Linked DNA regions of Mus musculus: region 1 is linked to region 2. Evidence: chromatin contacts called from public promoter capture Hi-C data. All regions are on one chromosome and are shown on one strand. The core of a region is the stretch at or near the end of the contact, and the rest is flanking DNA. Distances in the headings are between cores, read along the strand shown. Region 1 holds the start of Zbtb5 (zinc finger and BTB domain containing 5). Region 2 holds the start of Arhgef39 (Rho guanine nucleotide exchange factor (GEF) 39).

Evidence for each region. Promoter capture Hi-C pulls out the DNA fragments that hold promoters and counts their contacts.
Region 1: a promoter capture Hi-C map of liver shows a contact between it and region 2, with 4 times the contacts expected there. The contact joins the promoter of Zbtb5 here to the promoter of Arhgef39 in region 2.

The regions. Positions count from the first base shown.
Region 1 is chr4:45,010,914-45,015,975 of GRCm38.p6, reverse strand. It overlaps Zbtb5 (zinc finger and BTB domain containing 5), which reads left to right and starts at 3,564. Exons shown (of 2, transcript NM_173399.3): 1 at 3,564-3,752. It overlaps 1700055D18Rik (RIKEN cDNA 1700055D18 gene), which reads right to left and starts at 3,166. Exons shown (of 1, transcript NR_166789.1): 1 at 1,625-3,166.
Region 2 is chr4:43,506,257-43,510,880 of GRCm38.p6, reverse strand. It overlaps Arhgef39 (Rho guanine nucleotide exchange factor (GEF) 39), which reads left to right and starts at 2,134. Exons shown (of 12, transcript NM_001013377.3): 1 at 2,134-2,296; 2 at 2,918-3,104. It overlaps Car9 (carbonic anhydrase 9), which reads right to left and starts at 3,855. Exons shown (of 11, transcript NM_139305.2): 1 at 3,486-3,855; 2 at 2,538-2,567; 3 at 2,108-2,278; 4 at 1,846-1,988; 5 at 1,671-1,763; 6 at 618-684. The coding sequence starts at 3,825.

The DNA of each region.
Region 1 (5,062 bases), core at 2,315-4,814, 1.5 Mb before region 2:
AGAATCTTTGCTTCTTAAATTTAGTTTGGAAATTCAGAAACATCTTGCATTCTCTTTGAGTGTGTTTTTAAGAAAAGGAAAATTTGAATTTTAAGTTGGGGGTGGGGCTGAAACTTTTCCTGTTTTCTAGGGCAATATCTCCATCTGCTGGTGTTTCAGGATATTGCCGATGGAGGAGGAAATGCAAGGGAGAGCCTGGTTTGCAGGGATTACCCAGAGCTCAGAAACCAACCATTGTTCATCTTATTTCTCCGCTTCCTTTCTTGCACCAACATCTCTCTCCCATTCTCCTCTTCTGTGTCACCTTGATCTTCTGTCTTCTCCTCTCTTCTTCCTTTCTCTTCTTTCTCAGTCGATGCAGGCTGCCTGAGCAAGTCTTTGTAAGGCTAACTTCAGAGTGGATGGATTTTTGTTTGTTTCCTTTGCACGGAGCTAAATCTGCTACAGCTTCAATCCCTAACTGAAGCTCTGATCTTTGGGGCCATGGAGAGATTAACCATGTTCCTGTGCCAGAGGCTTGCAAAAATCCCTTCTCTTCCTCTTCTTCCGCTTTTTCTTTCTCCTATGCTTTCCATTCACCAGCTTCAACAACTCCTCCCAGCACTCTGTTGTTTCTCACACACCAACACTTAAAAACAGTTCTTTTTCATCCTCTGGGATGCCATACACCACTATACCTAGATCTGATGTCCCACATGCATCAGTACCAATCTGCCAGCAAGCTGCACAGAGCAGAGAGTCCATCCTCAACTCCCCGCCCTACAGACCACTATGTGCTCTTATTTAGTTATTTACTGACAGGGTCTTGGTATATGTCCCTGGCTGGCCTCAATGCACTCCATAGATCAGGCTGGCCTCTAATGGGTCAGTGGAATGTTGGCTTCCTAGTATTTGCCTGATTGTGTTCATTTCCACATATTTATACTTCTTGATAACTTTGGAATAGCAGTAAACAAAACAATAACTTTTCTTTGATAGGTTCTTATTTTAAGGCTACCCTTACACTCAGCAAGTAGCCCAGGTTAACTCAGAACTAGAACTCCCCTTCATTCTTCTGCTGATAGTCAGGATATAGGTGTGTACCCACACTCACAACAGAGAACAACAAAGGTGACTTTGCTAAATTGATGCTTTTAACTTTGTTAATGTTAAGTCACAACATTCTTGCAATATTCTTTAATAAAAAGATGAATTGGGGCCAATGAGGTGGTTCCGTGGGAAAAGGCACTTGCTGTGAAAGATTAGCAACTGAGCTCAACCCCTATAAACATCAAAGCGGAGACAGAAACAACTGCAGCAAGCTTTTCTCTATGTGCTGAGGCACCTGCATGCATGCACATGTGCACATACACACACGTACAACAATAACAGTAATAAATGAAACATGGCAAAAAAATTTAAAATAAAAACAAAGAGCTAGGCGGTGGTGGCACACGCCTTTGATCCCAGCACTCGGGAGGCAGAAGCATGCAGATTTCTGAGTTTGAGGCCAGCCTGGTCTACAAAGTGAGTTCCAGGACAGCCAGGGCTATACAGAGAAACCCTGTCTCAAAAAACAAAAACAAAAACAACAAAAAAAAGAATCAGTGCTTTATATTAAATCTTGTTAAACATATAAGTGTTCTCATTTTCATGACATTTATTAAATCATTAAAACAATTACCAAAATAACACATATTGGATGTATACTAGTATAAAACACAGAAACTATGGATAATAAAATTGTAGTAACCCATAATCTCACATCCCTTTAAGAGAGCCATTGCTAACATTCTGTTTCATCTCTTGGGTTTATCTCTGTGCATATGCACTTTTTCTTCTTTAACAGGGTCTTACTATATAATCCTGCTTGGTCTGTAACACATTGTGTAGACCAGGCTGGTCTCAAACTCAAACTCATAGTGGTCCATCTGCTTCTGCCTCCCAGTACTGGGATAAAATGTGTGAGCTACCACACCAGGTTCTATTTTTGTGTAATTATTATTCTACTGTATTCGGCTCTGTATGCTCTCTTAAAAAACATTTTGTAGTGGGAGTGGATGGTAGAAAAGGGAGAGAATGTCAGGAGCTAAAGGGTTAATCTGGAAAGGAAACTGGGATGAGGGAAAGGGGAGGGTATTGAGGGCATCCTCTTCCCCATTTTAACTGGTCAATAAAGGCTGAGGCCTGTAATTGGGCAGGGGAGGGGAGAGGTGGGAGGTCTTGGAGAGTAGGGACAGGTAGAGAGGAGAAGGGAAGGGGAGAGGACTGAAGAAGAGGAGGAGCAGAACCACGTGGCCAGGAGAAACTGCAAATAGCAAAGGGTCTCGCAGCTGGGGAATAAGTTAGCACAGTGCTAGAGCTGTCCAGTCTAGGTACATAGCTTATATTTATAACTGGATTGTGTGGTTTTTATATGGGTTTATTGGGGTTGGGAACTGGTGCAAACTAAGGATGGATGAAGCCCTAGGAAACCCTATTAGCTTGTGAACCAACTAAGAATTTTATACTATCCTTCACTTGGGAAAAGGGATTGCTTGCTTATTAATTGACTTAGTAGGGCTCATCCCTTGTGGCCTGTCCATTCTCACGCAGGCGTGAACTGAGCACAAGGACAGCTGAGCCCAAGCCAGGAGGTAGCTTTAGTCTACGGTTTGTTTGAATTCTTCCCAGGACTTTCCGAAACCATGGTGATAAGCCCAGTAAACACTTCCTCTTCCAAACTGCTTTGTTCAGTTTTATCAAAGTAACAGGAAAGCTATCTAGAACACATAATCTTGATTTTACTGCTCGGTGGTATACCGCAAGAGGCCAAGGCGGCAGCCGGGCCTTCCTCTTTCCCACCCGGTCCAGCAGACTCTTTTGCGGCATTGATAAGAGGGCTGAGCCCTGAAGTTTTAAGGTGGTGGCGACTGTAAACTTGATTCTGGAGTTGATGGCTTGGTGGGCACACGTCGGACTGAGTTCCGACCCTCCCGTTGCTATGCTGGACGTCTGGGCAACTGAGACGCGATGCGGGCGACGATCCACCCAACCACCATTAGACCGACGGCATTTCCTACTCATTGTGAAGCTCGCCATTCGTCTCACTCGGCTTCTTGGGGTTCCGTTTACATCTTTTCTCAAACCTACAAGTTAGAAGTAATCTCCAGCTCACAGCGAGAGGAAGTCACCTGTCCTTCAGACTCCAGGTCACAGTCAGCGCGAGCCAATGGAGGGACTCAGGGCTGGCAGTAGTCATTGCGATTGGCTCAAGTAGACGGAAAACACTAGCTTTCCTTATTCATGCTGAGTTCTGATTGGGCGTGACATAAAATAGCTTTTCTACAGGCCAAACCTGGTGTTGCTAAGTGATAAGTCCCGCCTTCAAAGATCTTTGAGAACAGTTTTACGGGCTGTAAGGCAAATTGTGATTGGTCAGAGCGCTCACGGATGCTGTGGTAGTAAACACAGCCGGGGTCCTGGGATGGCGGATTGGTCAGATTTTCAGAACGTCACTCCTACTGTGGCCCCGCCCTCCTGATGATTGGCCATTGGAGGCCTGTGGAGGCGGTGACATGGGTACCTCACATCCGTTTACTGTAGGCCTCCGCCGGGTCCTCAAAGAACCGCGCGAACGGGCTGAAGGAGCCGGGAGCGAGGGGCGGGGCGGGCGGAAGTCACAGCCGGGGAAGCCAGTCTGGACCTTCCCGCCTCCTTCCTCAGGGTCGGTCCGAGCGGAGGAGGGCCACCGCCTCCTCCTGCGAGGAGAAGGGGGGCGGAGCCCGGCTCAGGTGAGGCGACCCTATCAGCTAGAGTGGCCTGGGCGCGCGCGCGCGGGGCGCGCTCACGTGCAGGCGGTTGTGCACCGGGAGCGCGCCGAGGCATCGGGGAGCGCGCAGCCGTTCCGGGGCCGCCTGTCCACCCTGTCTTACTGCTGAGGGGTATTGTTACCCTTCGCCTCGGTGGGGCCAGGAGGGTGGTAGCTCAGTTCTTGTGCGCAGGCGTCCCCTGTGTCCCGACGCCCGGCTGTCGGTGCGGGGTGGGCAGGGACTAGTGCCCTGCAGATCTGCTGCTGGACATGGAGCCTCTCGGGATGCTGTGGGAACCCGCGCTCGGGATCTGCATCCTAGCGGGATGAGCCGAGGAGCGGCTGCCCTGCGGGATGGAGGCGAGTGGCTCTCTTGATCCTGCCCTGGGTCCTCCTGAGCGATGAGGTTTCGTTTCATCAGAGCAAGGCCATAAGCTGTCTGGATTCGGGAGCCAGCGGCCGACGACAGGGGTGGAGTCAGCGTTTGGGAATGCCCCAACTTGTTAGACAAAAGTGTTTAGTAGGCATTTATTGAATGGCCACTTCTTCCAGGCTTCGTGCGAGGAGCTGTGGGGTGCGGTGGTAAGAGACAGCGGTCCCATCTTCCCCTGGAGGACCGACTGCTTAGCACATAAACAACAGTAGAAATAAGGGAGCGGTTTAAGGGTTTCTGCTTTGTTTTGTTTTTCTAAAGTGCCACTTACTATGGTCAGTCTGCGTCCGAGCATCGTGGCGAACACTGTAGGAACCACATTTTGGTTATTTTTATTTTTGGAGGAAAATTTTTGGGTCAAAGACTCTTGATTACCTTAGTAGCGTGATCTGAGTCTAGGTAATTAAAATTAATAAAATTCGCAATTTTCAAGGACTGAAAGAAAAACATTTCCAAAATATGTTCTTGTACTGCTGAGTTGAATTTACATACATTTAGGTTTTTAGAGATTGAAGGGAATACTGTGCCTTACTCGTTCGTGATTTGTCTTTGTATGACATGTGTACTTTATATGGTTTTAAAAAGTGGACCGGGCACTTCGTTAGTTTGCTAGAGATTTTTGCTTTCATTTTCTGAAAAGTCTCGTGGTTGGCAGTAAGCTAAAGGCTTACTGGGTAGGGGAAAGGAGATGGGCAAAAGAGAGTGTTAAGAGAAAAGCTTGCAAGCTAAAGGAAGGCCACTTTAACCCTTCTGGAAATCTCAGCGAGCTTGGGAAGAGGAGAGACAGAGCTGGCCTCTGCTGCAGCCTTGGTGACCCGCCAGGTAAGGTCAATAGATCGAGGGCTCATTCTGGGCACTGG
Region 2 (4,624 bases), core at 885-3,384:
AGCCAACCTCCCAAACGTTGGTATTATCAGCATGCTCTTCCATGACCTGCTCAAAATCATTCATCAGCTGGGCGTGGTGGCCACGCCTTTAATCCCAGCACTTGGGAGGCAGAGGCAGGCGGATTTCTGAGTTCGAGGCCAGCCTGGACTACAGAGTAAGTTCCAGGCCAGCCAGGGCTACACAGAAAAACCCTGTCTCGAAAAACCAAAATAAGAAAAAATATATAAATATTTGATATGTATAAATGATAGACAGTTCTCAAACAAAAAAAGTTTAGCTTTCCATACTCAGTCTTATAAATTTTAAACATTTTCTTTGGCTTGTTTTCTCTATTTTGCTTTTTGTTTTGTTTGTGTTTGAGGCCAGGTCTTACTGTGTAACCCTGACCGGCCTGGAACTCACTCTATAGACCAGGGAGGCCACCACGGCCAGACTCAGCTTTGCTTGTTTTCTCTAATGTTATTTTCTGTTTGGCTTTGATTTCTAATTGTCAAGCCTGTGGACAGTAGTTTCCCTATCCCCTGTGTTTCTCATCAGTTTAGCTATCACCAGTCAGAGCCAGTTCACCCTCAGCTCCCTCCATCTATGTTCATTGTTCACTGGGCAAGCCACCAACCTTCCTCCGAGATTTCTTCCAAATGGGACAGCAACTGTTCGTAAGCACTGTTTTCTTCTGGGCTCTCCTGCAGGGGTGAACACGGGATATAGTACAAGGCCAATTGATACCCATTTCTAGGACTACAGCTGGAAGCCTGGGCATGGGATGGGGTTCCCATAGTCTTTCCCCGTTCCTCACCTCTAAGGATGCTGGGGAATATACAATCTTATTCAAGTTCTATTACTCTTGCTTTGCAAATGAATTAGCAATGGCAAACTGAAGGGGAGAAAGTTTCCCAGGCTGCCTGGCCCTCAAGATCTAGGTCCATCGTTTCACTCATCACTATTTACACTCTCTCTCTCTCTCTCTCTCTCTCTCTCTCTCTCTCTCTCTCTCTCTCTCTCGCACACACACACACACACACACACACACACACGCCGTGGTTTCCTGAAGAAGACCATCATGTATGTTATACTTGTACTGCCTTTGCGTTCACTTTAATAACTCACGCCTGCCCGCCTGCTCCTGAGGAACTTCCCTGAACTTTGTGCTGTGAATGTCACACTGGTAAGTCTCATAGGCGTCCTCACTTCCTGGCTTCCTCCCACCTTGGAGTGTACGTTCTTGATTATTACAGGTACAAAGAGGTCACTGAATACTGCACTTCATGAAGGGGAAGTGAGGGGCCACAGAAGCAGCAGAGAAATGGCTCTTCCCAGGGCATAGCTTGTTGCTGTGGCACTCCCTAACTGGTCCATACTCCAGCCTTGCTCACGCTGACCTCTCTCTGTGCAGTATTCCTCCTTGTTTCCCATCAGTGAAAGATTTAAGTTTCGCCTCCTCTGTGGCCATTATTTTTTCCGTGTTCGTCACTTATGACTGTCAAGACAGCCTTCCTCCTAAAGGAAGCCTTGTGTTAGTCTGCTTCCTGGTTCCCTGCTGGTGCTGAGTGAATGAACAAAGGAGTGAATGGGGCTGAGAGCTAATTGACCAGCTTGCGCTTGTGCTTGGAATGGTGTCTCTGCTAGCCAGATGCATGAACCCACAGGACGTGAATGTCAAATAGGGTACCTGCAGAAAGGCAGCCAAAACTGCCAGGCCTCCTGGGCGGCCCAAGGCTTCATGAAGTTCGGAGAAAGCAGTACTGAGGTGCACCACGTGGATCTAGAGAGGATGGAAGGATCAGATAGTGGCCAGACCTCTGATCATACCCTCTTGCTTCTTCTTGGGACAGCCCAGTCCCCACCTCAGCAGGGAAACGGTGACCATTGACTGTGTGTTCTGAGCCTGGGTGATCTGAAGTTCCCCAGTGTAGATGCAACTGCAAGGCCCGGTATTCCTGCCCAGGTCCCAGAGCCATCTTCAGCCCCGGCGGCAGAGTCAGCTGTACTGCGTGGGGAGTGGCAAGTGAGAAGTCTACCCACACGTGAGCGTGAGCACCAGCAGAACTCCTAAGTGCACAGCTTGATTGCCACTCCCCTCCATAGGTCCCGCCCCAGACACCTCACCCGTGTGGCCATTGTTGGATAGGCTCAGTTCCGGGAGAGGCTGGAGCTCATAACCCAGAAGTTCCAGGGGTTGCAGAGTGCGGCAGAATGCGGTGCGCTCCAGGCGGATGTCTACCGGGGACTGAAAGCGGCCAGCACAGGCTGGGGACACCTGGGGCCAGAGTAGGGTGCCTGGGATGAGAGGAAAAGGTGCAAGAAGTCTAGCGATTTGGACAAGAACCGTTAGGATAAGTGAGGGGTGGAGTCAGGACGCTTGGGGTGGGAGGAAGGGGGGGCGCTCCAGGGACTGGCGTGGGGGAGTGCGGGGCGCGGGAGGGGGGCCATAGAGTAGGACCTGGGTCCAGTCTAGGGCTACTACTGGGAATGTTGGTGCGGCAGATCACCAGGGCTGGGCTCCCAGATTGGGTCTGTGTAGCCGGCCGTGTCTTACCTCCATAGCTCCAATGACTGTGGCCACCCCCTGCATAAATGAGAAGAATTAATAAGCCCACTCTTACAGCCCAGTCCCTTCCCAGTGCCCAGAATAAAAAAATATTCCCTCCCGCTCTGGCAGGGGGCCTCACAGCCCCGGATGTCTTACAAGAGTGTTGCACGTAATAGAAAGGAATGTAGCAAGGCTGGTGTGAAGCACAGTGGACTACCACCAGCTGGGACTCCGCCACCGCCACCATCACTGCAGGAGCCATCAGTAGCCCTACCGATAGTTTGCAAACTAGGGTCTGTAGGCACGGCTTCAGTTTGAGATCCAAATCATCGTTCTTTTTCCCTTACTCACCCACCTTCCCACTCATCTCTCTTTCCTGTCTAAAGTTCCTGGCTTAGAGCCAAGCACGGTGGCGCACACACCTGAAATCCCAGAACTCGGAGGAAGAAGAAGGTAAAGGGCAGAACTAGTTCAAGGCCAATCCGATCTACACAATAAGACCTTATCTCATCCTCCGCCCCCAGAGCAAACCAAAGTTCCTCCACCTGTCTTTTCCCACACCGCAAATCATAGGTGAGTAACGGCTGTGAGCTCCTTGTGTGTCTTCCAGGAGCCCCCTTCTCTTCCCTTTTCATCTCTCTGTCTCTGTCTCTCTGTGTCTGTCTCTGTCTGTCTGTCTCTCATTCTCTCTACCTCCCTCTCTTCACACACACACACACACACACACACACACACACTTATTTTCCCCCTCTGTCCATTCCCAGTTCTATTTCCTCTTTAATTTCCCCCTATTCTCGGCTTTTTTTTTCTTCTCTCCTTTTAGGGGGGAAAGACTACCTATTAGAGTATAATTGCCGAATGCTCTCAGCTAGCATTTCGGGGAAGAGAGGGGAGTGGGGGAGGACAAGGCATAAACTTACCTGAGCCTAGATTTGGAAGTTAATGACCACTTACCTTTTTCATCCCCGTGGGAACCTTGACTGTGCTCAGGAGCCTCGGGAGTCGATAGATCCTCTAACCCAAGGGACTCCTCCATCCTGTCTTCAGAATTAACTTCAGGTGGATCCTCCCCATCGGGTGGATCCGCCTCTTCAGGTGCATCCTCTTCACTGGGCAGAACATCCACGCCCAGCTCATCCTCCCCAGATGAACTGTCTCCCAAGGAGGGCTCCCCCTGCATCCCGGACAGGCCCTGGGGCTGAGCAGACACTTGGAGCAGCAGGAACAGCAGCAGCTGTGCAGTAGGGGCTGGGGTCGACAAAGGGGCCCAGGGGCTGGGGCCCAGGGAGGCCATGCAGCTGACTGGGGTGTCCCAGGACACACTGTGGACGGGCTGTACGTGCATCGGAAATAGGAGCTGGGTAGGGGAGGAGCAAGCCTTGAGGGGAGCAGGCTGACTCACAGTGCCCTTTTGTAGAGATGGAGCCAAAGTCCCACAGGTTCTGTCTGGCCCTATGCCCCCTCCCCGATATCAAAGCCTGGACATTGGTGCGGTAATGGGTAGGGTTGGGGTGAGGGGCAGGTGTGTTCATAGGCAGAAAGAAGGTTATCAGGATCACCAGCTCAGCTTGGAACCCAAGGCACCACCTGGCACTGTATAGGTTCTCCCTGGCACCACCCAGCTCCTGGCCTCTGCTAGGCCTGGCCTGCTTCCCGGCCCTGGCAGGGCAGGGGAAAGAAGGAAGCTGGGCCCCCGTGGAGTTGGGCTGAGGAGGCAAGAAATCCATGCATGTATCCTGGCCCAGTCAGGTCTTGGGTAAGGGGGCAGGTTAAGACCCTGGAGGAGCCTAGGGGTGAATAGGTGGAGGGGCTCACAGCTAAGTAGAAGGCAAATTTGAGCATGATTATTTGAATCTACATATGAGACTCTAATGGTTACCCCCCCCCCCCCACTGCCTGCCAAAGTCTGATCATTTTATTTCCCGACTTCCAGGTCTTCAAAACCTCACCCAAGAAACCAGTCTTGTCTCTTGCTCTTCCACCTAATGTTCTGGTCAGATAATTTGTGTGTGTGTGCTCCTGCGCGCATGCACTTTTTTGCTTTGTTTGTTTGTTTCTTTTTCAGTGCTGGAGACTGACTCCAGGGGGCCATG